Regions from separate parts of the Mus musculus genome. Here all the other regions are linked to region 7. The links are chromatin contacts, called in public promoter capture Hi-C maps. All regions are on one chromosome and are shown on one strand. The core of a region is the stretch at or near the end of the contact, and the rest is flanking DNA. Distances in the headings are between cores, read along the strand shown.

Region 1 (3,249 bases), core at 27-2,526, 1.6 Mb before region 7:
GTGAAATTTCTACAAGCAAGCCCCTAATCCTAATGTTTTGAGCTGATTCAGCCCTGATACTGATGTTATTCAGAGTTCACCGCCTGTTTTAGCAAGTGAGGAGCATCACAAAGGACCGCACAATTGGCCACATCTGGTTACATCTGGCTGAGGCTTCCCATACAGCCCCAGAGAGGACACACCACCTCAGCTCCCACTGCTCAGCCACCTGCCCCTACCCATTATAGACAGTAACCATGCGCTTACCATGTTTCAAAAACGGAGCTTACTTGAGGTCCACTCACAGCACCCAACAGCAGCGCTCAAAGCAAGACACAGAGACGGTTCAATCCTGTAGAGCAAAAACAAACTTCCAGCAAGGCATCCGGAAGACCCCGCCTCATTGTCTGACTGGCAGTTCGCCCTGGAATCCTTGATTGGCCAGCGAGTCTTACCCCGCCTCTAGATTAAAGTGTGCTTCCTGTCCCGGTCCAGTCCTTTTACAGATCTCGGGAGTGGTTTGCATTCGGGTGGCATTTGTGCCTATCCTCCTAGAGCCTCCTCTATCTGTGGTCCCAGGCCGACTTTGAGGAGGATCCACCATTGCAGCTCCGGCTGTTCATCCGCCTGCTCCTCCCCTTTGTGGGCAGTGATCTCGCACTCACCATGTCTCAACTTCGGAGCTCGCTTAAGGTCCCCAATGGCACCCAACAGCATTACTCAAAGCAGGACGGAAAGGACTATTCACTCCTGCATTCCAAAACGAACGTGCAGCAAGCCACCCGGAAGAACCCTCCTCATTGTCTGACTGGCAGATCCGCCTGGGGCCCTAGATTGCCCAATGAGTCTTACCCCTCCTCAAGGTTAAATAGAGCTTCCAGTCTTGGGTCAGACCTTTTCCAGATCTCTGGTCTGACTTGCTCTCCATTAGCATTTGTGTCTATCCTCCGAGCGGTGGGAGTGGAGACAGCATTTCAGCTCAGGCTGTTCAGCCGCCTGCTCCTTCCCGTTGTAGCAGTGGTCCTGCACTCACCATGACCTACTTCCTGGCTTGCTTGAGCTTTCCTCACAGCACTTCCCCTTCTTCCTGAAATCAAGGTCGCTAGCCTTTTACTAAACTGGGAGTGGAGTTATCAATCTGGCTCACCAGTGGAAGGATGCCCAGGATAATAACACTAAAGAGGATTTTAGGATACAAGAGTTTTGTTTTGTAGCTTGATGCTGGACCAGGGGAAATGCAGGTCCTTTTCACCAAAGAGGTATGAAACAACCTTGGGAGAAAACCAGGAAAGAGATGACAAACAGTGTAGAGCACTGTTGTTAGCCAGCGCATCTTCCTCAGTGGCAGGGTGGAGACAAACCACAGTTGTATTAGTACAGATAATCGTACCTCATCTCATAGGACGAATTTCTTTATGTATGTAGAAAGGGGATTAATAGAATGTCTCACAGACAGTGGTCCTCCTAGTCCAATAATGGCTTAGCACATTCATTGCCAAGGGAAAGAAGAAAAATCAAGGACTTGTTGAGTTCACATTGCTTGATATCTCAGCGGATCTTGAGAACTTACCAGAATTCTGAAGAAATACGTACTTACTAATGCCAGTTTAAAAACAAAACAAAATGAATGAATGAACAAACAAAACACCTTGCTAAAAAATGTAGGGAAAGAAGTAGACAATTTGAAAGAACTTCCCTGTTTAAGGTCCTTTATGTATGTAGGTTTCAGAAAGAATGTGTAGCCTGGATTAAAGGTGGATCTTAAACTCTCAAAAGACCAAGATATAGCAAGGGTTTCTCACTTCAAAAGGAATAATTAAGAAAACTCCCTTACAGGATGCAGGGTTAGAGTTAGGGGATTAGAGGGTTAGGATTAAGATAAAGAGTGTTTAGATTAGGGTTAGTGTGGTTAGGGTTACAGGTTTAGGGTTAGGCTCAGGGTTAGCACAAAGATTTTGCTGTGCTATGTGAAATCAGCTCCTGTCTCTTCTCTCATCTGCCTTCCCAGTCCTCTTTTTCATACTATCAGCATCTTCCTTCCTGCCCCAAAGAAAGTCATAAGGGGGCTATGCAAGAACCCGGAATTCCCTGATGGGAAATAGGTTTACTTTACTCAGGGGCCCAGTTCTCATACAACAGAAAACCACTATTTCTTCAGTTGTTGTTTTAAATTTCACCTAGGGAATCCTCTTAAAATGTAAGCAATCATGGGGCTTGGTGTCTTTTTTTGATAATGATATAAAGCATAGACCATTTAATTTTACCAGGTCTTTAGGTAATATAACCACATGGTTCAAGATCAAATGGTAGGCACCATTATTCTTGATGGTCCCACCGAGTCAATAGTATCCCTATTACACAAAGAAGAAATATCAGACTTACAAAGTATTCGTTTTGCATCTTAATGTTTTGTTTTGTTCTGATTCTAGTAACTTCTACCTTACAGATTTAATGGCTCCTCAAAAGAACCTAAAAGTTTTCCCATCCACATACCTCCAAAAGTGGCATACTAACAAAGGATACAATGACTTTGATATTCACAGATCCCAACAGACAAGTATAAGTTACTAAGTGCTAGTAAGGCATTTTTTTAAGATTTTTTTTTAATGTCCATGAATATACACTGTAGCTGTCCTCAGATACACCAGAAGAAGGCGTTGGATTCCATTATAGATGGTTGCAAGCCACCATGTGCTTACTGGGAATTGAACTGAGGTCCTCTGGAAGAGCAGTGCATGCTCTTAACAACTGCGCTATTGCTCCAGCCCGAGGAAGGCCTTTTTAATGTGACTGATTTAGAATATCCATAGTCGCATAAGAAACACCTTGTCAATTTTGTGTATGTAAACCCAGTGAACTCACTGACATCTTTCATTGAACTATGATAATTTTGAGATGTGGTGCCATTGAGAACTTAGAAAGAGGGGATAAACATACCTTGTTCCCCACCCCTGAATAAATGTTGTCATAGTAGAATGTGAATTTATTTGTTAAACTTATTGTATCTTATGATATTAACAAATATAAAATGTTAGAATGATCGAAAGAAAGAAATAGTTTTAATAAAGAAGGATTCATATATAGATTAGGATGGAAATTTCCAAAAATGAGAATTAAAAAAACTCCTACAAAGCCTTTGGAAGTTCTGAAGGAATAAGTGAGGCATTTAAGGCACTTAGAGTATGACACTTATGGTAAATATTATGGAATAAAAGTCTCTGTCTTCAGATGAACATTTATGACAAACTGCCTGTAATCTAAGTTTAATTC
Region 2 (3,444 bases), core at 398-2,897, 2.0 Mb before region 7:
CCTTAAGTTGCTTCTTGTCGGTTTTTTTTCCCCCACATAGGAAATGAGAAAACCAACTAATATACCCTCTTACTAAATAACAAAGTCTTTATACAGAGAATCCTCCTGGTTGACCTGAATACTATCAGCCAATAAAATCAACCTGACACAGTTTTTACATGTACTTGGAACACTCTCCAAGAGAAACCAGATTCTTGGGCATTAAACAATCTCTGCAGACTTAAGCGAACCAAAATCATACACAGTATGTTCTCTGACAATAATAGAATTACACACAAAAAAACAAGAAAACCTCCCGACACATAATTCGTTAAAAAGACATCCCTAAAGAATAAAAATGTGAGCAATCACTAAATAATTTGGAGGTCTAAGAAGATACCTAAAGGGATATTTGAAAAGCATATTAAAATCAATGAAAATTAGAACCAGTCATGGTGGCAACTGCCTGCAATCCTAGCCACTTGAGTGTCGGACTAAAATTCCAAGGCCAGGTTCCGTTAAAAATGGAGATCAAGGTCATCTTGGCTTAATAACACACTTGAAAAATTAAAAAAACGTTTGGGGTGAAGTCCCATGACAGGGCATTTGCTTAGCATATGCAAAGCCCTATGTTCTATCTCCAGTACCTTAACACACAGTAGAAATATAAACACTAACAAATGTGTTAGTGTGTGCAGCTATGTGATACGTAAAGAGAAATGTACAGATTAAGAGATTTAAATTATAAAACAAGCTTTAATCCACACGTTTCACTTCTAGAATCTAAAGAGGAAAATAAATGCAAAGCAAGCACAGAGAAAAAGGTAAAATTTAAAAACAGTGAAGACAAATCAACCAACCCAAAAGTGGTGTCTTTGGCATGACCAAAAACCGTATATCTCCAACATGACTGAAAGATAGAGCCAGATTAAGTACCATTTATGAAAATGGGGAATATCCCTACAGGCCCCACAAGCATTAATAAAATAGTAAGAGAATGCTGTAGTCAGTTCTATGTAGATATGGTTGACAATCAAGAAAAAACGATTTAGATAACGAAAATGCACTCTAGGTGAAACCACTATAAGTTTAAAAATCGTAATCGAATTTAAAAAATGGTAATCGAAAATCTTCAACAATGGAAAATTCTAGGCCTGCGTGGTTTCCCTGTCAAAGTCCAGGGGAAAAAAGTTAAAAAGGAAAAAAAAAAAATCACAACACAAATTCCGCACGATCTCTTGCTCAAAACGTAATGGGGCCTTGATGTCCAAACCATATAAAAAGAGACCTGCATCTTCATAAGCGAAATGCCATGTAGGAACCCAGGAAGACAGATGAAAGCTGCTGCAAAAAAGAAGCGGGGGGCTCAGCCTGACCGCGGTCCCACAGAAAACCCAGGCCGCGTCCACCGGCTCTCCAGGACCTTAGCCACGCCCTTCCCCACAAACCCGCCCAGCCGGCCCCGCCTCCTTGCCCCACGGGCCGAGACCGTTTGTGGTCAAGTGCCATTCGCACGGAGGCAGAGCTATCAGGCCCGGCAGGCCAACCCAGTCTGTCCCCCACGCACCCAGGTCGCGGTGGGGACCCAGGCCGCTGCGCTCTCGTACAGTCTCTTCACACAAAACCAACCGCTGGCCTGGCGCCATGTTTTCAAACCGGACGCTGGCGCGCGGCGCCTGCGCTGTGACGTGATCTGGAACGGGCGGGCGGGACCAAGCCTGCAAGGGGCGGGCCCAGGAGGGTGGGCGGAGCTTCGGCTGTGTTTAAAACTTTCTTTGGGACAGGTTCACCCAAGCCATCCTAATCCGCTGAGCTCTGAGTGCAACCTCACCCTGCTCTGGCTCCTCCCCAGGACAACCCCATTGCGTTCAGTGCGGTTTGTGGAAACAGCTGTTAGTGCCCGGGGCATTCGCACCTACTCCCACTTCCATTCATTTCCTACTCCCTCCAGGAGCCTTCTCTCCTAAGGTTTCTTCCTGTCCCAGCCCCTGAGATGCTCCCCCCCCCCCCCCCCGCCAACCCCCACGCACTTCCAAAAGTTCTCATCATGTGGCTGGAGAGACAGGCTGTGTGCAAAAAAAAAAAAAAAAAAAAAAAAAAATTTCTCCTAACTAAGACACATTGAAAGTCCTTTCATCAAACCTGGGGTCTACTAATAACTTCCAGGCATTGGAGAGATAACTAAGCTTTTCAGAAGCAAATTAAGGCTTGTATGCTTGCCATCTAAGACATGTGGCGCCTCAGGACACAACACAGATTTCAATCACCCTCTCTTATTCTATTTTCTCTGACCAAGATCAGAGTCCAAGTGGGACCTTGGGGAGACGGATGGTCTGTCAGGGACAGACCCAAGACCAGCTTTTCTACTGCAATGAAAGTGCCAGTAGAAACTTGGGAAGTAACGTTTCTGTTTACTAACGTTTTACATCTTCACTGAAGAAAGAGGGACAAGGATTAGCTTTGCACCCTGCAAAGATTCCTACAAGCCTATGATTTCTTACAAGCCTCAGTAAAAGGTTATGCTAATGATTAATTACTACCAAGTACTCTTTCCGGTGGTTTATTAAATACCATCTGCCGTGGTAACATTAGACTGTGGCCAAACCTACATGCATTTAAGCTGTTTTATGTCCTTAAGTTCCATTTGAGGTGTTTAGGAGTGAGCCAGCAGCACTTGAACTTGATTTGGTGCTGGTGAAGACACAGAGCAAGGAACAGTGTTGTGACTCGGAGATAGAGATGATGAGCCAGGCTGGGTCACATCAGGAACAATCCCTTCTGCCTCATAGTTCATAAAGCTTTCCCAACTAGACCTGGAGGTTAGCAGGAACCTTCCTTAGCTGGAGTCCCACAGCCTGGTCTTCCCTACTACCTGGAGAGTTGGCAGGCAGTCCTACCCAGAACATTCTGTTGATCTCACATACACACCCCCCCCCCATGCTGCTCCCAACCTTGGCATTCATCAGCTGTCTGAGATGGGGTAAGAAGAGCCACTGTTGCCATGTATAAGGCTTGTGCTTCTTTTTGTATGCTCTCTCTGTAGGACATGCCAAAACATGTGCTGCTTAAGACCCACAACCTAGGCCAGCTGGACATTGGTGGGAGCAGAGGAGGCCTCTCTGGCTCTTTCTACCTGATACCCCTTGTGGTTTTCTAGGATCTTCCATGGAGGCTTTCACTCTCCAGCCTGAATCTCTAAACATGTGGGCACAAAATATATAGTCATCTTCAAAAAGACCAGGAGGGAGGCAGGGCAGCCTGAGGCTGACCCACCCATATGTGCCTGAAGAAAATATAGGTTCAAGCTGGCCCCTGAGGGTTTCTGCCTTTCTCCATGACTGTCTTTGGCCATAGGGAGTAAAAGGAGGAGGTGCCATCAAGACTGAGAGTTTTAGATAGGAGGAGGGCCCTGCATCCTCAGTGGGCCTCTTAGAGCTATGGGTGACATGACATTGTTAGCGCTCC
Region 3 (3,324 bases), core at 596-3,095, 1.3 Mb before region 7:
AGTGCTCAGAAAAATCTTAGGTACCATTCAAAGATGTTAAGATAATTTAACCTGCTTTGATATAGCAGCAGATTTTAAATTTCAGTGTATCCATTGTATGTACATACACACATTTAAAGAAGTTGATTTTTGTGTTTGGTAAAGATGCTTTAGACAATGTGGCAAGTGACTATAAGCAAAGGATTTTGATCTGGTTTTCATGTAGAGGGTGGAAACCACAGTTTAATGCCATGGTAAACCAGGATAGTTCAAGCCATATGAGTATTCTAAGAATCCCCAATTTATTGCTAAAAGTTATACGTTAAACTCTAGTCTGTGCTGTTTTTCTGCTAGCTTCATTCAAGTCTCAGTGTGTCTTGTTTGACCATGAGTAGAAGTCCTCATTCCTAAGAAAGTAGAGTTCAGGCAGGAAAGGAGATTGATGCTCCCAAGGTTTACCTTGGGTCATCTATCATTAATTTATTATTAGCATCCCCAAAAGAGTTATACACCGAGTATACAATATTTCATGTTTGACTTATCAACATTAACCCAAAGATACATCAAAGCTGAAGAAAAAGACATAATAAGAAATCAAAATACTGACAAAAGTTGGGAGCATTATTTTTCAAATGCTAAAAAAATTTAGTGCAAACCAAAAATACTAATGAGATTTACAGGCACTGTATATATAAAGTGCAAAGGTTTGTAAAGGCTTTCTGGGATTTTTGGTGTTTTAAGAAACTATCAAATATATTTCTTACAAATATAAAGCTTCCTTCTCCCATCTAAGGGCAATTAAAAATCTTTGAAGTTTATCAATACTCAATACAGAACACAGGTGAAGCAGACAAATTCATTTTCGTTCTGGAAAAGAATAACAACTCAGTGTTTAAGATGTCAAAAGACATAACAAATACCACTGTCCAGAAACCACCCAGAAAAAACTGTCATCAAAGCCTTTGTTCTTCAAAAGTCACCATCCACCAGCTGAAGAATTTCTATTCAGATACCCTTAAAATAAAAGGAAATATGAGTGAGTAGGTTGTTAATAGAAGGTCATCAGTTACTCTGAGAAATGTGGAGCAGCTCTTGTTGGTGTGCTAACTGCGCTATAGGAAATGAAATGGATCCTGGCAAGAGAGCTGGGCCATTTAACCCATAGTTTAAAACCAAACCAAACCAAACCAAAACAAAACAACAGAAACAAAAAACCAAAATACCTTACTTTACAGTTTCATTTAATATATGTATGCCACAGTATGCATGTGGACTTCAGAGGGCAACTTCCATGAATCTACCATGTGCATCCCTCACCATGCCAACCCCATTTCTTATTTTCTTTTCTGTTGTTGTTGTTGTTGTTCTTTTTATTTGTTTTCTTTAAGGCTTTGTTGAGCATGCAGTTTCATTTTATGATTTTTAGGAAGATCAGAACCCACCTATTGAAGAATAGGTCAGAATCCATTATTGTTCTTTCAGAATTAAGAAAAAAACAAAACAAAAACAGAAGGTTAAACAGCCTTTATTCCCAAACTGTGATTTCTACCACTCACCATGCATTGTATTTCAGATAGCAATTACTGCCATTTTGCTACAAATACATTGCAAGAAAAGTCTGTATAATTTCAAAGATTGAACTAGCTTGTGGTGTATGATTTTCATTCAAAGTCTGAGTTCTTTAAAGAGTTTTGTGGTTTTTGGTTTTGTTTTGTTTTTTTCAAGGACAAGTTTTTCTGTGTAGCCCTGGCTGTCCTGGAACTCGCTCTGTAGACAGGCTGGCCTTGAACTTTGTGAGCTCTGCCTTCCTCTGCCTTTGATAGGATCAAAGCCACCACCACTGCCAGGCCATTTTAAGAGTAATTTAATCAATGATTAACAAGAAAAGTTCTAGTAGCACAATAAGCCCTTTAGTGCTTGTTGGGGAATGGAATACTTTGAACTTCGCAAGCTATGGGTCCTAAGAACAGGAACAGGTGTGGAATACTCAGAGAGAAACTTGCCTCTCGCGCCCCACGGTGCCAGCTGCTAGAAGGCAGTTATTGCTATTTACAGTGGAAACTCAACTTACCAAATTCATTAACTGTGTCTTGCATCTTCTTTAGCCTTTGGCTTGGACACTTCCTCTGTCTTCTAAGGGGGAAGCAAAGCTATAGTGAGTGCTTTTATTTCTAAATCAACACTGCACAATAACTCACCAGGAAACAGAAGGAGAAAATGAACTCCTGGATAAGGACCAAACAGAAGGCAGAGAGGGTGGCCTGGTCTATATTCTTCATTTGACACAAACATGCTCTGTTCTTTCCTTAGTTTTTAAGTTATAAGATGTAAATAGTCTTAATCCTAAATTTCTCACTTTAAACATGTTTTTAATGGACCCTATAAAATTTTTGCCTGGGGCCAGCCCCGGTGGGGGGTGGGTGGGTGGGGTCTTCTTTCTTGTAGATTCTTGAAGCAGCAGAGGGGGAAGAGCATCGTTGGAGGATAAGACTTTGTCCTACAAGATATTTAGGGTTGCTGTATAATAATAATAAGTTTACTTATCTAAGTCTGTTATCTTGCTACTGTAGTTGACCTGCCTGTGGTGATCCTCTGAGGCCAAAAACTGCAGTTTTTGGCACTTAGCACATCTTCCTCAAACAGCAACGGATTAAGTAAATAGCCTTTGTACTATCTCAGCAGGAGCTGCTGGGCTCTCACTTTCAGCCTGCTAGTTGGAAGTCACAGGAAGAAAAAATGGACACTTAGAAAAGTGATTATAGCATTTATTACTAAGTTGTAAAAAGTTTCCTATGAAACTTTTAAAGCTTTTATGAAGCTAACTGAGGGGAAAAGCAGAAAGATCCTATGTGGTGAAGGGGAAAAATTCTCTAAAAGGGGAAAGGGGGCAAAAATTCTAGTAAGGAAAAAGATTCTTCCAGGAGGGGAAAAGGAAAAAAATCTCCTCTCTTCTCTATGTCTTCAGTACTTATAATGCTTTCAGAATACATGATCGCATGTTACAAAGTTCATCATAAGTTCACACACAAAAAAATCAAATCATAAATTGCAATAGTTTACAACAGAGGATGTTTACATGCATATCCATTAGGAGAAATTATCTGGCTAAACATCCATCACCTGTCTCAGCTCCACAGGTTCACTGAAGGTTTAAAACCATAACTAAGGTATTAGTGAAGTATAGATAAACCCAGTCAATATTTTCTCTCCTGTCTTAGCACCTATAATAAATCGTTAGTTCCCTTTTTATGACCCTTGGTTAATTGTTTATAACCTCTAGGAATGTGCTTTGAGTAGGAGAAAGTCTTGTTACTATCTAAGAGCAGTTAACTGGTGACACTTGAG
Region 4 (3,456 bases), core at 341-2,840, 1.7 Mb before region 7:
AAAGGAGACAAACCGAATTACAACTAGTAAGCCCATTTCTCTTTCAAAGACCATTCCTCTAGAAGGCAGTCCCGGGTGACAATAAACTTTAAATATGGTATTCCATAAAGCTCCACTTCTCTTCTTAACAAAGCCTAATTCTGACAGCTGGACGAGATGCCCATAGGCAGGAACAATAAAGATGCACTTAAAAACAATTCAGGCAATGAAAAATACCTTTGCTGTGCAAATCTCCCACCTGCCTAAGTGGCCAGACTTGCAGTCTCCTGTCTCTGTCTAAACTGGTCAAAGCATAAACTGGATCTGGAATAGGAAAGGAATTTAAGGATGCCAACATATGTGGTAAGCATAAACCTAAGGTGTATACAAGTTAATAAAAATCTTCTATCCTTGACTGTTCCTTTTGGGCATTAGCCAGAGCTGGGCTCAGACTATCATTATTTTTTTTTTTTTTCCTTGAGTGTGTGGAGTGAATCCTGGGCATGGGGTGGGCTCACCTATTTCTGCTACAAAAGAATTCTGCTACAATTATAGGTGGCTGACTTATTATCTCCTGTAAAGGGCTTCAATGATCAGGACTTAAAACCCTTCTTGCAGAGCCCAAGGGATAGAGGTGGAAGTAGGAGTTTGTGGCAGCAAATACAAATCACAGAAATTATCAAGGTTTGAAAATGCCTTCTGGCCTTGCAAGAATAGCTGCCAACTAACCCTTGAACATTTCATTGAACATGCATTTTAATATCTATTTCAGAAAATAGACAACTGCAGCCATAATTTGATGCACAATGCAAGTCGATACTGTTCAATGTCTTAGGGCCTTTACTTTGTAATTAAATTGTTAAGTAGGTAGGTGAGACAGAACTTTAAAGAACCCAACCTGTCAAATTTAGTTTACGTTAATAAAACCCTAGGAGTGTGACGAATAACAGGTGACCGGCAAAGAGTGCACTGAGACAAGATCTGACAATCTGGGAGGCCAACATCAGACCCCTGCAACCCTGAGTCACTGTGTACCTCTTCAAATGCAAAAAGAAGTCGCAAGACTGGATGAACACGGTGCAGAAGTCTCACCTGGTATCTTCAAATATCTCTTTGATATTTAAAAACAGTAGCTAAGGCCACTACACAAAACCTGTAAGCTCATCACTTATAAGTCTTAGTGTCGACACCCAGACTACCAACGGATTACTCGCAGACCCGTCCGCATCCAGAATGCAACAGGCCGGTCCCTCCCTTTAACCTTGGAGAACTTCGCTAGACCAAGACGGGGAAGGCCAGACTCCACGCCCGCGACCTCGGGGTCGTGACCTTCGCCGGAAAGCAGTCGGCTTCGGCCCACTGCACCTTCCCAGACTCAGGCCAACTCGGGTGGAATCGTGGCGCACTCCTAGCGCCTGCCATTTCGTGGCACTAACTCACCGCCCCAGTTAACGCCAAGCGCCGCCCGCGAAGAAGCCTCGAAACTGCGCCAACCCCGGCCATGTCTGCCTTCCCGCAAGCCCCAGCGACAGACTGCGCTTGCGCACCGAGTCGCGCGGGTGTCGGGCTTGGAAGATTCTGCGCCTGCGCAACACGCCCCTCCTGGCTCGCGTGAGTGGTGGTGCGCCTGCGCCCTGTAAACGCGGCGGTGGCAACACGTCTGAGGTAGGGTGGCAGCAACGCTGATGGGCTCTGCTCCAGGGGTAAGTGAGGTGCCAATGTCTTTAAAGTGCTTCTCGGGTGGTTCTTGTTTGCCAAAACAGAGAGGGTCGGATGATCTGGAGAGATGGAAGTAGGGTCCTGGGGCGGAGATCGCAAGCTCCATAAGAGCCCGTTTTGTTGGGCGCTTGAATCTCAACTAATGGGGGGGGGGGGGGGTACATACTGCCCTGGACTTCTAGAGTAGGTAGGAATGATGTCTTGGTGGCTGGACAAGGAGCAGCTAGCTGCACTGGGCTACGTAAAAGCCAGGATACTGAACTAGAAACTATATCCAAAGCTTTCGTCTTCGTTACAGCAGCTGGGAAGCTGGAGGCCCGGCCTGTTGTCATCCTGAAAGCTGCTTAGATCGTGGCTAGCATCCCATATTGCAAACGCGCTCTCATTTGATCACTTTCAGATAGTTTTTCTATTTTTCTAGTGAGTATAGCTGAAATGTTCGGTGGAATTAAATAGCATAAAAAGTAAACCAATAATCGTAATTGTTTCCTGAATTTTCAGTTAATATTAGATTAAGGTTTTCCTCTTGGTGCACAATCTTTATGACCATTATTTTGAATTGTTTAAGTTTACAATGAACCGTTCCCATTTTATTTCTTTGTTTTTTTATTAATAAATAAGGAAATATGGAATATATTCATGCACAACACTTTATATTTTGAATTATTTCCTTGAACTTTATAACCCCAAAATGGATGTTGTTGGTGCAGAGGAAATAAATATGACAGCTTACCCTACAAGGGTTCTGCGTTGGTGGGTTCAACCAACTGCAGATAAAATATATTTGGGGAAAATGTGTCTGTTCGGAGTATGTACAGACTTTTTTTTTAACAAGGGGGAAAATAAAACAGATGAACTACTTAAGTGCCTTTATACCTTATTAGGTATCGGTGACTTAGAGATAAAGTATTGAGCAGATTATATTCAAATACAGCATTGTATATGGGAGCCTTGGCTATCTTCAAGGCTTTTGGTATGAGATGGGGCTCCCCATCAGATATCTGATGGATGGCTATACATAGTAGGAGGTTTTTGAAAGTTGCCTGCTTTTAGTGTGTGTATGTGTGTGTGTGCATACATACATATATATATATGTATATACACATACATATTTCTAAATTAGGCATCTACCATACGTCATACGTATTAATTCTATAGTTCCTATAAACCGTTACATTCTGAGCCATGTATTATGGTTATATATTTATTGTTCATTATTGTGCATCTTAACATGTTAAACAAGGTTTGTTAAAAACACTAAAACTTTCAAAATTTGGGTTGAATTACGTATTTCTTACATGGATCTTGGTTAACTATTTTGTGTTTATTGTATTTGTACATATAAGCAAGCTGAATGTTTTTATGACTTTACAGTATGAGAACACCCATCGAATATGGGTACTTTTTATTTTATTTTTATTTATTTGAGACAGAGACTCTCTGTATAGACCTGGCTCTCCACTATGTAGACTAGACTATCTTCAAACTCAAAGAGATCAGCCTGCCTCTGCCAACTTGAATTCTGAGATTAAAAGCATGCACTAACATGCCTGGCTAATATGGGTAGTTTGTAAACTAGTAAATTTATATTAATATTGGTATCCAGCCTAGTTTGTGAGTTATACCCTAATATGAAGCAAGGGATTTTTGTAATCCTGATCATGATCCTCATGTAAAAAGATTTTCTTTGATTTTTGTCTGTAGAAAACTGCTCATTCTTCAAACCCCAGGTCATATAAAGCAAATGTCTATTGTGGA
Region 5 (3,285 bases), core at 561-3,060, 1.8 Mb before region 7:
TTTCTATGGTCTCCTACCTTTAGCCTGGCCTCTACAGAGGCCTTCTTCCGAGCTTCCCTTCTGCGATACTGCTCCACTTTGTCCAGTTGGTCTGGGCGCTGAAGCATCCCAGCAACCCTTTGGACTGCTGTTGCAACAGCCTCCAGGTCTGTCTCCTTCATTGTCAAAAAGCAGGCAGAATCTTTGCACATGTCATACCACAGGTACACTATATACACAAAGGAGAGGGTATGTCAAAATGAAGTGACGACTCCACATGCAAAGGTCATGTGCTCACCATGCAACTAATGGAGAATTTCTATGGCATTTAAATTAGCAAACTAGAAATGAAAGCTGAACTTGGGTCATAAACTCCTTAACAAAACTGCAAATCCTTAGAATTCAATTGCTAAGAAGATTTTACCTTAACAGAGAGAAGCAGGGATATCTCACAGGCGTAAGACAGTCACACAGAGAGTATTTATACAGGGACTTAAGACTATGTCAAAGGCAGCTCTAACACAATTCTTAGCCCTATAAAAGATCAGCTTTTCATTTCTGGAGCTCACCCTAGTGCTGCCCAAGTCCATGGGGTAGTTAGTCACTGGAAGGCAACAACTATTACCTACACTTCAGCAGCAGCCCAGTGGGCAAACACGAGTCTTATACTCCCTTACCATTGCTCTGGGTGGCCAAGATACCACTTCTTACTTTTGAACACTTCTAAAAACAAAGATAAGACAGCAAAAGGTAATTTATTGTCCTTACTTGAGTAGCTTGTTTCCCCTAAGCACAAATGTACCCGGTCAATCACCCTTTAGTCTAATATCTAATACTATCCAAGTCATGGACCTACAATGGCTATTTGCTGACTATCCAGCAAATGAGGGAATTAATAACACTGTTTCCTTTAATTTCAGCTACTCAACAGCCACAGATGTGATAAAGACCTACCTTCTGGAATCTTTCACTCTATTCCCAAGTAGTCTCAGAAAACCACTAAAATCCATTGTACATTTCCAGTTATGTAGCTTCTCCCTGTGTATTTCTCTCTTTGCATTTTCATTCAAGTGGAACAGCATTGCAAACACCATCTTCATCTTCTGACTATAAAATTACTCGTACCCAGACAGGAAATCTGAGCAGGCCACAGAAAGAGGATTCCACAACCACTTCTAACAGGACTGATTCACTGCGGGCTTTTTTTTTTTTCTTTTGCTTTAGTTTGACATGTTATCTTCAGCATTCCCAAAACATTAAAACTTGTATAATTCTATTTACAGGACTAGGTATTAAACATAATACCAAACCATCCCTCTGGCATGGAGTCCCCCACTCCAGCTGACAGGTGAAAGGCACTCCTGTGGCAGTGTTACAAGCCAGATGCAAAAGGAAAGCTGACCCAAAACCAAAAAAGCTTTGCAAGAAAGAGTCCACTCATAAACCTGAACACAGAGAATCAAAAACTAAAAAAACTGTACTGGATCGCCACCAAATCTGCTTCCAATGGCAGCTTGAGGACTGTCAGATTTCCGGCCTCTGGGGCAAAAGGGAACTCTGAGGGTAGAAGCAGCCCCGACCAAGGAGATGGGAGGGACGCACACCGAGGACAAACCCAAACCCGCCCAGGGACCCGCACTAGAGGGTGTCGCATCCCGCCAGAAACGTCGGCCGATGCTGTCCCTCGCCAAGGACAAACCCACTAAGGGGTACACTGTGCCACAGTCGAGGGCCCAGCGCCCCGCCCACCGCACAGGCACCCAAGGCTGTCAGAGCAGAGCTTCCTCACCGTCCGCAACGCCGCTGCCACCTCCCGGAGCCGGACCGGAAGTGTGCAACGCGGTCACTTCCGTTTCCGGCGTCTGGGCGGAAGGATGGGCTCTGGGTAACCTTGAAGGCGCTGTACGGGCGATCTTTCTGTAGACTCTTAGGAAACTTGTGCTTCTGGTGACACAGACTCAGGATCAGGGATTACAGATTCAGGCCTGGCTCCGCCGTCTGACGTTTGGCGCTCTCCCGACCCTCTTATTTTAAGTAGCACCTATTGTACCCACCCTTTCTCTCCGGATTAACCACTTAGGTTTGCCCTTGCTCAGTTCCTCCCCTTAGCTACCTTAGTCTCTCCACACCTCTCCATATCTTTACTGTGTCTTGTATTCAAGATTCCACTACTTATATTTCGTATATTTGTTTCTTCTTGCTGTCCTCGCCCTCATCCCCCAGAGGTTTCTGACAGCAAGTAGATTTCAAGTATTCAGGACAGTGCCACAGAGAGTGGGCTGCCTGCTGATAGCTGCTCGCGTAGCACGTAGAAGCGGCGAAGAAAACAAAACCACGAGCAAAACAGCAGCTGGTGGAATTACTCCAGCTGAAGGAAGCAGTGAAGCATCGAGTCGCCCCGGTACCTAGAACAGCCAGAAACTTTGTTCTACCTCTGCAGATACAGAGATTTCCCCACACTGTTACGAACTTTTAGTAAATTTTGGCGGGGTTTAGGTTCTTCCACTCACCCATCAGGTATGACAACCCTACCCTGACAGGTTTGGTTGTGTTTTTTTTTTTTCACCTTTTCTGCATACATTTGTTGAGTTGTGTGCCTATCCATAACATCACTACAAAGTCTGGCTCTCCCAAGCCAATGGATGATGGGGTAAATCTTCAGTAAATGAAAGAACAGTATAGGTAACCTGTCATAACCACAATGCAAATTATATGATGAAGTCAGTCTTTTAAAGATGCAGACCCTCCCTTAGTGTAGGGGTTGCAACTGGGAAAGTGCCCTGACCCCTTAGTTTATGACAAAACAGGAGAAATTTCAGCTTCATGAATGTTTAACTGCAAAGTGGGGAGGCACAGCTACCAAGACAAAGCTGCGGTTTTCCTTAGTTACCTTATATCCAACCCTAATCTCCTGCTGCCCACTATATAGTGGAGTGTTTAGTCATGGTGCTCCCTAACGAATTCAGTTAACTAGCCTAGTTAGATGTGAACTGCTTCAGTAGATGACTCAGCTTGTTTCCTTTCAATTAAATAAATAAAATAAGAATCTCAGCTTTTGTTTTTGGTAAGCCACAGAGTGACAAAGCTCAGGATACTTTTGAGTGTACAAGTAAGTTCATAGGTAGGCCTAGGAATGACCAGAGCCAAAGTAGGGAAAGAAAAAAAAAAATGAAGCAGTGACTAAAGGTTCTGCAGCCCTGAAGCAGGGAGAGTAGCCCCAAAGCCATTTTTACACCTGCCCACACAAAGGAGAAGGCATGGGTTCCAAGTAGGTGAAGAGCATATGGAGAATCCTAGAAACCCAGA
Region 6 (3,484 bases), core at 593-3,092, 1.7 Mb before region 7:
ATACAACAAAATATTAATATAGTATTTTATAGTAAAAATAATCCTACTTTACACTCATTGGTGTGAGAGTGTCACATCCTCTGGAATTGGAGTTATGTGCAGTTGTGAGCTGCCATGTGGGTGCTGGGAATTAAACCCAGGTCCTCTGGAAGAGCAGCCAGTGTTCTTGACCTTTGAGCCATCTCTCCAGCACCCCCAGCTCAGTGCACCCTTCTTTTAAGTTTTAGCAGGGTTTTTTTTGTTTGTTTTTTTGTTTTTTTTTTTTTGTTATTTCGAGACAGGGTTTCTCTGTATAGCCCTGGCTATCCTAGAACTCACTTTGTAGACCAGGCTGGCCTCCAACTCAGAAATCCGCCTGCCTCTGCCTCCTGAGTGCTGGGATTAAAGACATGCGCCACCACCGCCCGGCAAGTTTTAGCAGTTCTTATAGCAAACATACTTCCACAAAAGTACCTAAGGACCATCTTGAAGCCTTTCAAAAACTAAGCAATTACTTCTAAATGTCACCTGACAATTTGTCAGTGTCCCCGATGATCCTCTTCAGAACAGTTGCTAAGACTGATAGCAGGTCAAAGGCCTTCTAGATAAGTGAGGGACCTCTGTTGCACAGAGCTAACCTTTTTCACTCTTGGGCAAGGTCTACACTATAGCTCCCATTTCAGAGGCTCACATACATTTGTTCTGGAGCTCGGTAAGGCAGCAATGATAATTAAGAAAATACAAACACAGAAGCTTAGCAAACACCTTTACCTTATACCGGTAATGGCAATTTAGTCTTAAGGACTTCTTTGGAAATAATTCCAGGAAGGAAACTGCTTACTGTGAATGAATCAGGCTTCAACTCACCATTGGATAATGCTTGCTGAAGCTCATTGTCTGAAATCACTCCACTCCTGTCTTTATCAACCCTACAAAAACAAACAAACAAACAAACAAACAGAAAACAGGTAAGCTGGTGATTAAATGTAAAGGAAGTATTAAAAATAAAACATAGCCAAGACATCATTTTCATCAATCTACACTAGGTCTGGAATGTTACTCTGGCCAGACCTTCCTCTTTGCTCAGCTGGAATGTCACACGCCCCCAGGTGTGCCAGAGACTAATGAACAACCAGAAGCAGTAGGAGGGGTTGAGTCATCTTTTCTCTATTCCTTTCAAGCTTTCTGTTAGCTCTTCAAGTCTGCTTAATTTATACCTGCACCAGTTCATCATAATAGGTAAAGAAAGATTCTCTAGGACGAATAAGTCATTCTTTGGCACGAGTCAGTGGAAAGACAATCAGTCATTCAGAAGGACGGCCAGGGACAGAAGACATGCAATAGCAGCCAGCTCTTTTCACTGATGCCGTTTTCCTGATTCAAGATTTGTCCTGTTTCTAACGCAAGCACCTGACCCTGTAGGGCGACTGTTCCGCGCCCTTCGGCCCTGGGCAAAGTCACTGCCAACATGACCCTGAACCCTGTGCTATTGTAGAAGAGAGAAAGTCGGGGATGGAGGGGAGTAGGAAGGACTGGGAAGGAGGTCGGGGGATGAAGGGCTGGGGAGAGGGAGGACTGGAGAATAGGCCCTGAAAACTGAGGACCGACCCAAGGGCCGAAGGAGCTGAGCGGCGCTGGCCTTACCGCTGGAAGACGTTCCACAGGAAGCTCTGGTCTGGCAGTGCAGCTCCAGCAGCAGGGCCGGGGCCACCACCCGGGCCTGGGCGGTAGGAGTAGGCAGCCATGGGCTGATGCACAGCGGCAACGCGGCCCAGCTCCACAAGCTATGCTTCCGCCTCAGTTATGGGGCAGGACCAGGAGCCCACAACTTCCTGGGAACAACGGAAGCGCGCACCTTTGAGTCACTTGGCAGGCGTGGTCCGTTGCCACGCAACGTCTGGAGGGCCTTGGGGTTAGTCTGAGCTCCGCCTCCTACTCTTGCCCGGCCTTGGGTGTCCCTTTCCTTTTCAGCCCCACCCCGCTCCGCCCTCCTGTGTGTCTCAGCCCGAAGCTGCGGCGGGTGAGCTCAGAAGAGACCACGCCATGAGGGGCCGACCCAAGCTTACAAAACGCCTCGACCTGTAACGGAAAGTGGTGAAAGCTTTCACTTGGACCGACGGCTTCCCTTTACGTCTGCATTAGTATTTAGTGCGAATGTGATGTGCACCAACCGCATGAAGTCCTCGGCGGAAACGCAAAGTGCATTTTGTGCACTCTGGAGTTTGTCCGTCTGTCCATACTACACCTTCTTGCCTTCCCACTTGCTTATATCGGTTTATGCCCAGCCTCCCTAGGTTTGCAGTGACTTCATTTGTAAATGGCCCGAGTGAGGTTTGGTCCTGAGGTGAGAGCTGTGTTTTCTCCACCCCTTACTTGGACTTCTGTACTTTTGGTGGTTACTCCTTTTAATTATAAGTATTCCTTCTTTCGTTCTAGATACTAATTCTATGGTGCTTTTATAGTTTGGAATGTCCCTAAATGGGAAAATGCATAGCATTGGGGCAACTACCAACCGGTCACATTCACGGGCTGTCAGGCCATCCTTCCACCTAAATCTGAATACTGTGAATAGCTCAAGATACAGATTACTCCGTTCTGCCATAGGATTATTCCAGCCTTCCTGTAGTCCTCATCCAGGGACAGACTTATAATAAGAACTGCTATGCTGTCTTTATGGGGGGTTTGTTTACCCCATAACTAAAGAAGAGGGTGAAGAGACCAAGGGCCAAGAGTATGGCCTTGTACATCTGAAACTTCCATGTGGATAATCATCCATTATTTAGCACAGCTATAGATCTGATCAAGTCCCAACTGTATCGTTTTCTGCTCCATTTCTCTTGTTCTTAGGACATCTTAAGAGACTTTCAAATTGCTCAAAGAAACATCTTATAGCTTTGACATTTACCTCAAAATCTACAAAATTCTTTAAGAAAGGTAGATTTTTTTTCCAGGATTTGGCGAATTCATTTTTTATAATTTCTCATAAACTGTTCATCTCACTTTTGAATAATCTTTTAGACTTTTCTGGTTCTTTTATTTAGAATCTGAGATCTATTTTTATTCTGTCCTCTCTCTGGCTCCTTTTCTCTTTACCAGAAATACAAAAATATTAATCATAATTTTCCTACTTGAACTGGAAGTTTTCCAGTACAGAGAAACTTCAGCAGACCCGAGGCTGCTGAATCCGGGACTCTACCAGCTGTTTGCTGACTTTGGAATGCTATAAAGGTCCAGTCCCAAAGAGACCACCTTCTGCAACAGCTTACAGGTAGTTGTCTTCCAGGTGCCACCATCTATCTCCTTGCCCTATCTCAGGTTTAGTTTCCTCTTAACCAGGTCTGTTCTAAGCTTTCCAGTAGAGAAATAAATGAGATAACCCTGTCCTCCTATGATGTTAATCATATCATGTGTCTGCATATTGGGCCACTCTTTCCTTTAACCTAATTCTCTGAGCTACTTCTTTGAGCTACTATATACACAAAATTGTTTTCCTTTAGAACTTTTC
Region 7 (3,062 bases), core at 483-2,982:
AACCACCAACCAAAGAGTACACATGGAGGAACCCATGGCTCCAGCAGCATAAGTAACAGAGGACGGCCTTGTTGAACATCAATGGGAGGAGAGGCCCTTAGTCCTGTGCAGGCTCGATGCCCCAGTGTAGGGGAATGCCGGGGCTGGGAAGCAAGAGTAGGTGGGTTGGTGAACAGTGGGAGGGGGTTTTCAGAAGGTAAACCACGAAAGGGGATAACATTTGAAATTTAAATAAAGAAAATATCTAATAAAAAAGAAATCTCTTGAAGAACAAGAAGGAGAAGGAGAAGCAGCACTGATACTTTCCAGGGAAGCTAATGAACGTCACGTTGAGTTATGAATCCTGCTGCTGTAGTCTTCCTACTAGGAAAAAAATAATGCCTTGGCTCTCCCTCCAAAATCACTGTTTTTAAAGTGCTATAGTGCTGGAGAACATAATTTTTAATACAGTTTTTGACAAAAAAAAATAAAAATAAAAAATGTTCTGTTCTACCATTGTCTTTAAAAATAAAAACTGTTTTGTTGTTCGTAGATCCCTAAAATTAGATTTCTTAAAGTGAGAATTCCATATAAAACTATTTGTTTTAGATAAGTGGATGGCCCCGACAGTTTTAAACACCTTTCTAATGTAGATAATTCATTCAAGTATAAAGTCACTGAAGACAAAAGACATGAAATTAAAGGTACTCACACTCATGTGTCACTCCTCTTGAGCAATGACTCAGGGACTCTTAGAGTGGGGACCTGGCCCACAAATTATCACAGTGCTTATCTCCAGGGTGACACCCTGGCTTTTAGGCTCAGGGAAGGGAAATGCTTTAGTCAGTAGCAGTTTGATGATAATAAATACATTTGACTAGCTACATTTCACTACCGCTTGGACACTTTGCGTGTAAATGTTCATTACTCCTCACAAAATTAAATATCTGTAAGCTCATATGTTGCTTGGTGTAACTTTCGTGTCACTAGCAGCCAGCGATTTATAAAAGAAAAGAAACAAAAAACAAAAAACATGTGGCCTGAAAGAAAATCATCTTGAAAGTCACAAAAACCGTTCGGCAAAAACGTATAGAGAGTTTTATATTCGCAGTGCACACATGTATCGGAAAAGATGGTTCTGAATGTTTATGTAGGAATGCTAATGTACAAGATTGTCTTCACAAATATCTAAAGTAAAACACTTGCCCAATTTAATGAAGCCGTGCAGCTGAGCGAATTACTGCCAATGTCTGGTATTAAAGATGACAAGGCGTTTCACCAGCGTCTGAATCCCGGACTGCTTCCTAAGAGGCCTGTATCATAGGGTGTGCAGAGGACAACCACGTTAAGGCACCTCTACTCTATACAGCTGGGTGCAACCGCAGGAAGCGCAGCAAGGCTGGTAGCCACCCCCATGGCTTTAGCAGTTCTCAAACCAGTTTTATTTGCTAAGAAGACAGGCCGCAGCTGCTAGATTGAGCGGCGCTAGGGACAGCACGGCAACCAGCAGTCGTCCCGACGGCCATCCCAGGAGAATATTTGGGGTGCGTGGGACGTCAGAAGGATTCGCTTTCATAGTTTATGGCACAAGTGCGGAAAAGCCTATTTAAATGGCTGCAGGTCCCGGCTGTGGCCCAACTGTCAAGGCGAACAGTTCACTGAGGCTCTTGCCAATGCCAGTCCACGAGGGTCCAAACGCTCCCTGCTCAGACACCCGAGGACTCGGAACCGCTGCCAGCGGACGCAGGAAGTGCAGGCCCGGGCGGTGTCCGACCGGAAGCAGCAGCGTGCCAGAAATCTCCGCCCCGCTCCCCTCACCCAATTCCCGCACCGCGAGAACCTAACTTACTGTGCTGGGGTCCTCGCCCCGCCCTCAACACCCAGCTCCCGCAGCCCCTGCGTCCTGCGCCTGCGCGACGCGAGTTTGTGAGGAGGCGGGGCAGGGGTCACGTGCTAGGAAGTACTGGCTCCCCTCCCGTCCCTCCATCAGGCTGCTGTCCTGTTTGTGGAATTTTTCTAGCTCTTGTGGGATATGAGTAGGTGCATCATTTTCTTTCTCTTTTCTTTTTTCAAAGAACGATAATCGGACTCACTCTAAATTTATCCAAATTTTAAATGCACTCAGCAATCTCATCCCTAAGCGAAATAATACCTAGAACATGGGAAAACTTTACAGCCATATACTGTATACCCAAAGGTCCAATTCCATACACTACACCATACAGGCTCCCATGTGTAATATGCTCTCTTTAACACAAATAACTCATTGCTTGAGATACAAATAGGTTAAGTATTTGTGTATACCAAAGCTTTTAAAAATTACTAGATTTAAGGGGAGATGGTGTGTTTTCACTTTCAATTTCTCTTTCAGTGTTACATTAAGAGCAACACAATAAGAACTCCCCATACTTATGCTCAGAGGTGCAAGCTAAATGAGTCTTACTGGTTTGCAAGCATTCTCTGTAAACTGGCACGTGGCAAGCTCTTATAGAGCCCACAACCCGGGCTGAAGTTGATCACTTGAACCCAAGTGTTGGGCAGCACAGACACCCTGCTTTAAAAAAAGAAAAAAGAAAAAAGAGGCCAGCAAGATGATTCATGGAGTAAGGGTGCTTGTAAACGGGACAGCCTGAGTTGTAGCCCAGAGCTCATTTAATGATGTAGGAACTGACTTAACAAACTATGCTGTAGCATGCATGTCCCTGCTCACACAGAATAATAAGGATTTTTTAAAATTAATGATCCTTTGATTCAATAGCTCATAATCTTGGCTAGGCTTTAGATCTGCCTAGGAATTAAAACAAACAAAACCAAAAAACAATAACAAAGCAACTTTGCCCAGTATACCAGATCAATGAAGTAAAAATCTTAGAAAGGATTCAATATATATTTTTGTTTTTTAATTTCTGAAAGCTTTTCATTTTTTCCCTCCCAGAAAGACCAACTGCAATCAGAGGGAGTGAAAGGTCAAGATTTTATTCATAACAAAATCAGCTTAGAACTGGATCACTTGGCCCTTTCTCTTCTTGTCGCCTCACAATTCAAAATGCTCACATCTCTTAATAGCCAGCATCCTCTTAGAT

Evidence for each region. Promoter capture Hi-C pulls out the DNA fragments that hold promoters and counts their contacts.
Region 1: a contact with region 7 is called in a promoter capture Hi-C map of hippocampal neurons, with 8 times the contacts expected there. The contact joins the promoter of E430024I08Rik here to the promoter of Rfesd in region 7. A contact is called at or near these places in 2 of 39 promoter capture datasets (hippocampal neurons and pre-B cells), 1 of 484 Hi-C or Micro-C datasets (CD4 T cells), 1 of 115 datasets of contacts at active chromatin or transcription factors (astrocytes) and 2 of 9 other capture datasets (adipose tissue and liver).
Region 2: a promoter capture Hi-C map of pre-B cells shows a contact between it and region 7, with 3 times the contacts expected there. The contact joins the promoter of Cep72 here to the promoter of Rfesd in region 7. A contact is called at or near these places in 3 of 39 promoter capture datasets (hippocampal neurons, liver and pre-B cells) and 1 of 484 Hi-C or Micro-C datasets (CD4 T cells).
Region 3: a promoter capture Hi-C map of liver shows a contact between it and region 7, with 4 times the contacts expected there. The contact joins the enhancer-like site here to the promoter of Rfesd in region 7. A contact is called at or near these places in 4 of 39 promoter capture datasets (the 3T3-L1 cell line, the C10 cell line, hippocampal neurons and 1 more).
Region 4: a contact with region 7 is called in a promoter capture Hi-C map of pre-B cells, with 4 times the contacts expected there. The contact joins the promoter of Ccdc127 here to the promoter of Rfesd in region 7. A contact is called at or near these places in 7 of 39 promoter capture datasets (the C10 cell line, cranial neural crest, hematopoietic stem and progenitor cells and 3 more), 1 of 484 Hi-C or Micro-C datasets (uterus), 2 of 115 datasets of contacts at active chromatin or transcription factors (astrocytes and large pre-B cells) and 1 of 9 other capture datasets (liver).
Region 5: a promoter capture Hi-C map of pre-B cells shows a contact between it and region 7. The contact joins the promoter of Exoc3 here to the promoter of Rfesd in region 7. A contact is called at or near these places in 3 of 39 promoter capture datasets (liver and pre-B cells), 1 of 484 Hi-C or Micro-C datasets (CD4 T cells) and 2 of 9 other capture datasets (liver and macrophages).
Region 6: a promoter capture Hi-C map of pre-B cells shows a contact between it and region 7, with 2.1 times the contacts expected there. The contact joins the promoter of Pdcd6 here to the promoter of Rfesd in region 7. A contact is called at or near these places in 8 of 39 promoter capture datasets (the 3T3-L1 cell line, 3T3-L1-derived adipocytes, HPC-7-derived erythroid cells and 4 more), 1 of 115 datasets of contacts at active chromatin or transcription factors (astrocytes) and 1 of 9 other capture datasets (adipose tissue).

The regions. Positions count from the first base shown.
Region 1 is chr13:74,462,336-74,465,584 of GRCm38.p6, forward strand. It overlaps E430024I08Rik (a long non-coding RNA gene), which reads right to left and starts at 1,277. Exons shown (of 8, transcript XR_003950546.1): 1 at 874-1,277; 2 at 247-331.
Region 2 is chr13:74,060,638-74,064,081 of GRCm38.p6, forward strand. Cep72 (centrosomal protein 72) reads right to left here and starts at 1,648. Exons shown (of 12, transcript NM_028959.3): 1 at 1,547-1,648. The coding sequence starts at 1,625.
Region 3 is chr13:74,693,841-74,697,164 of GRCm38.p6, forward strand. It overlaps Cast (calpastatin), which reads right to left. Exons shown (of 31, transcript NM_009817.4): 30 at 2,051-2,112; 31 at 1-993. The coding sequence ends at 2,059. Among named protein-coding and RNA genes, the nearest start is that of Erap1, 56 kb to the left of the region's middle. Within about 2 kb of position 1,846, at least 5 of the 459 cell types and tissues checked have an H3K27ac peak or open chromatin away from gene starts, as enhancers often do. A contact at or near this core is called in liver, where this site is marked.
Region 4 is chr13:74,348,727-74,352,182 of GRCm38.p6, forward strand. Ccdc127 (coiled-coil domain containing 127) reads left to right here and starts at 1,591. Exons shown (of 3, transcript NM_001168659.1): 1 at 1,591-1,682. It overlaps Sdha (succinate dehydrogenase complex, subunit A, flavoprotein (Fp)), which reads right to left and starts at 1,514. Exons shown (of 15, transcript NM_023281.1): 1 at 1,420-1,514. The coding sequence starts at 1,482.
Region 5 is chr13:74,206,890-74,210,174 of GRCm38.p6, forward strand. It overlaps Exoc3 (exocyst complex component 3), which reads right to left and starts at 1,811. Exons shown (of 13, transcript NM_177333.4): 1 at 1,769-1,811; 2 at 18-208. The coding sequence starts at 191.
Region 6 is chr13:74,315,484-74,318,967 of GRCm38.p6, forward strand. Pdcd6 (programmed cell death 6) reads right to left here and starts at 1,843. Exons shown (of 6, transcript NM_011051.3): 1 at 1,624-1,843; 2 at 847-908. The coding sequence starts at 1,724.
Region 7 is chr13:76,016,830-76,019,891 of GRCm38.p6, forward strand. Rfesd (Rieske (Fe-S) domain containing) reads right to left here and starts at 1,733. Exons shown (of 4, transcript NM_178916.5): 1 at 692-1,733. It also overlaps the pseudogene Gm4165.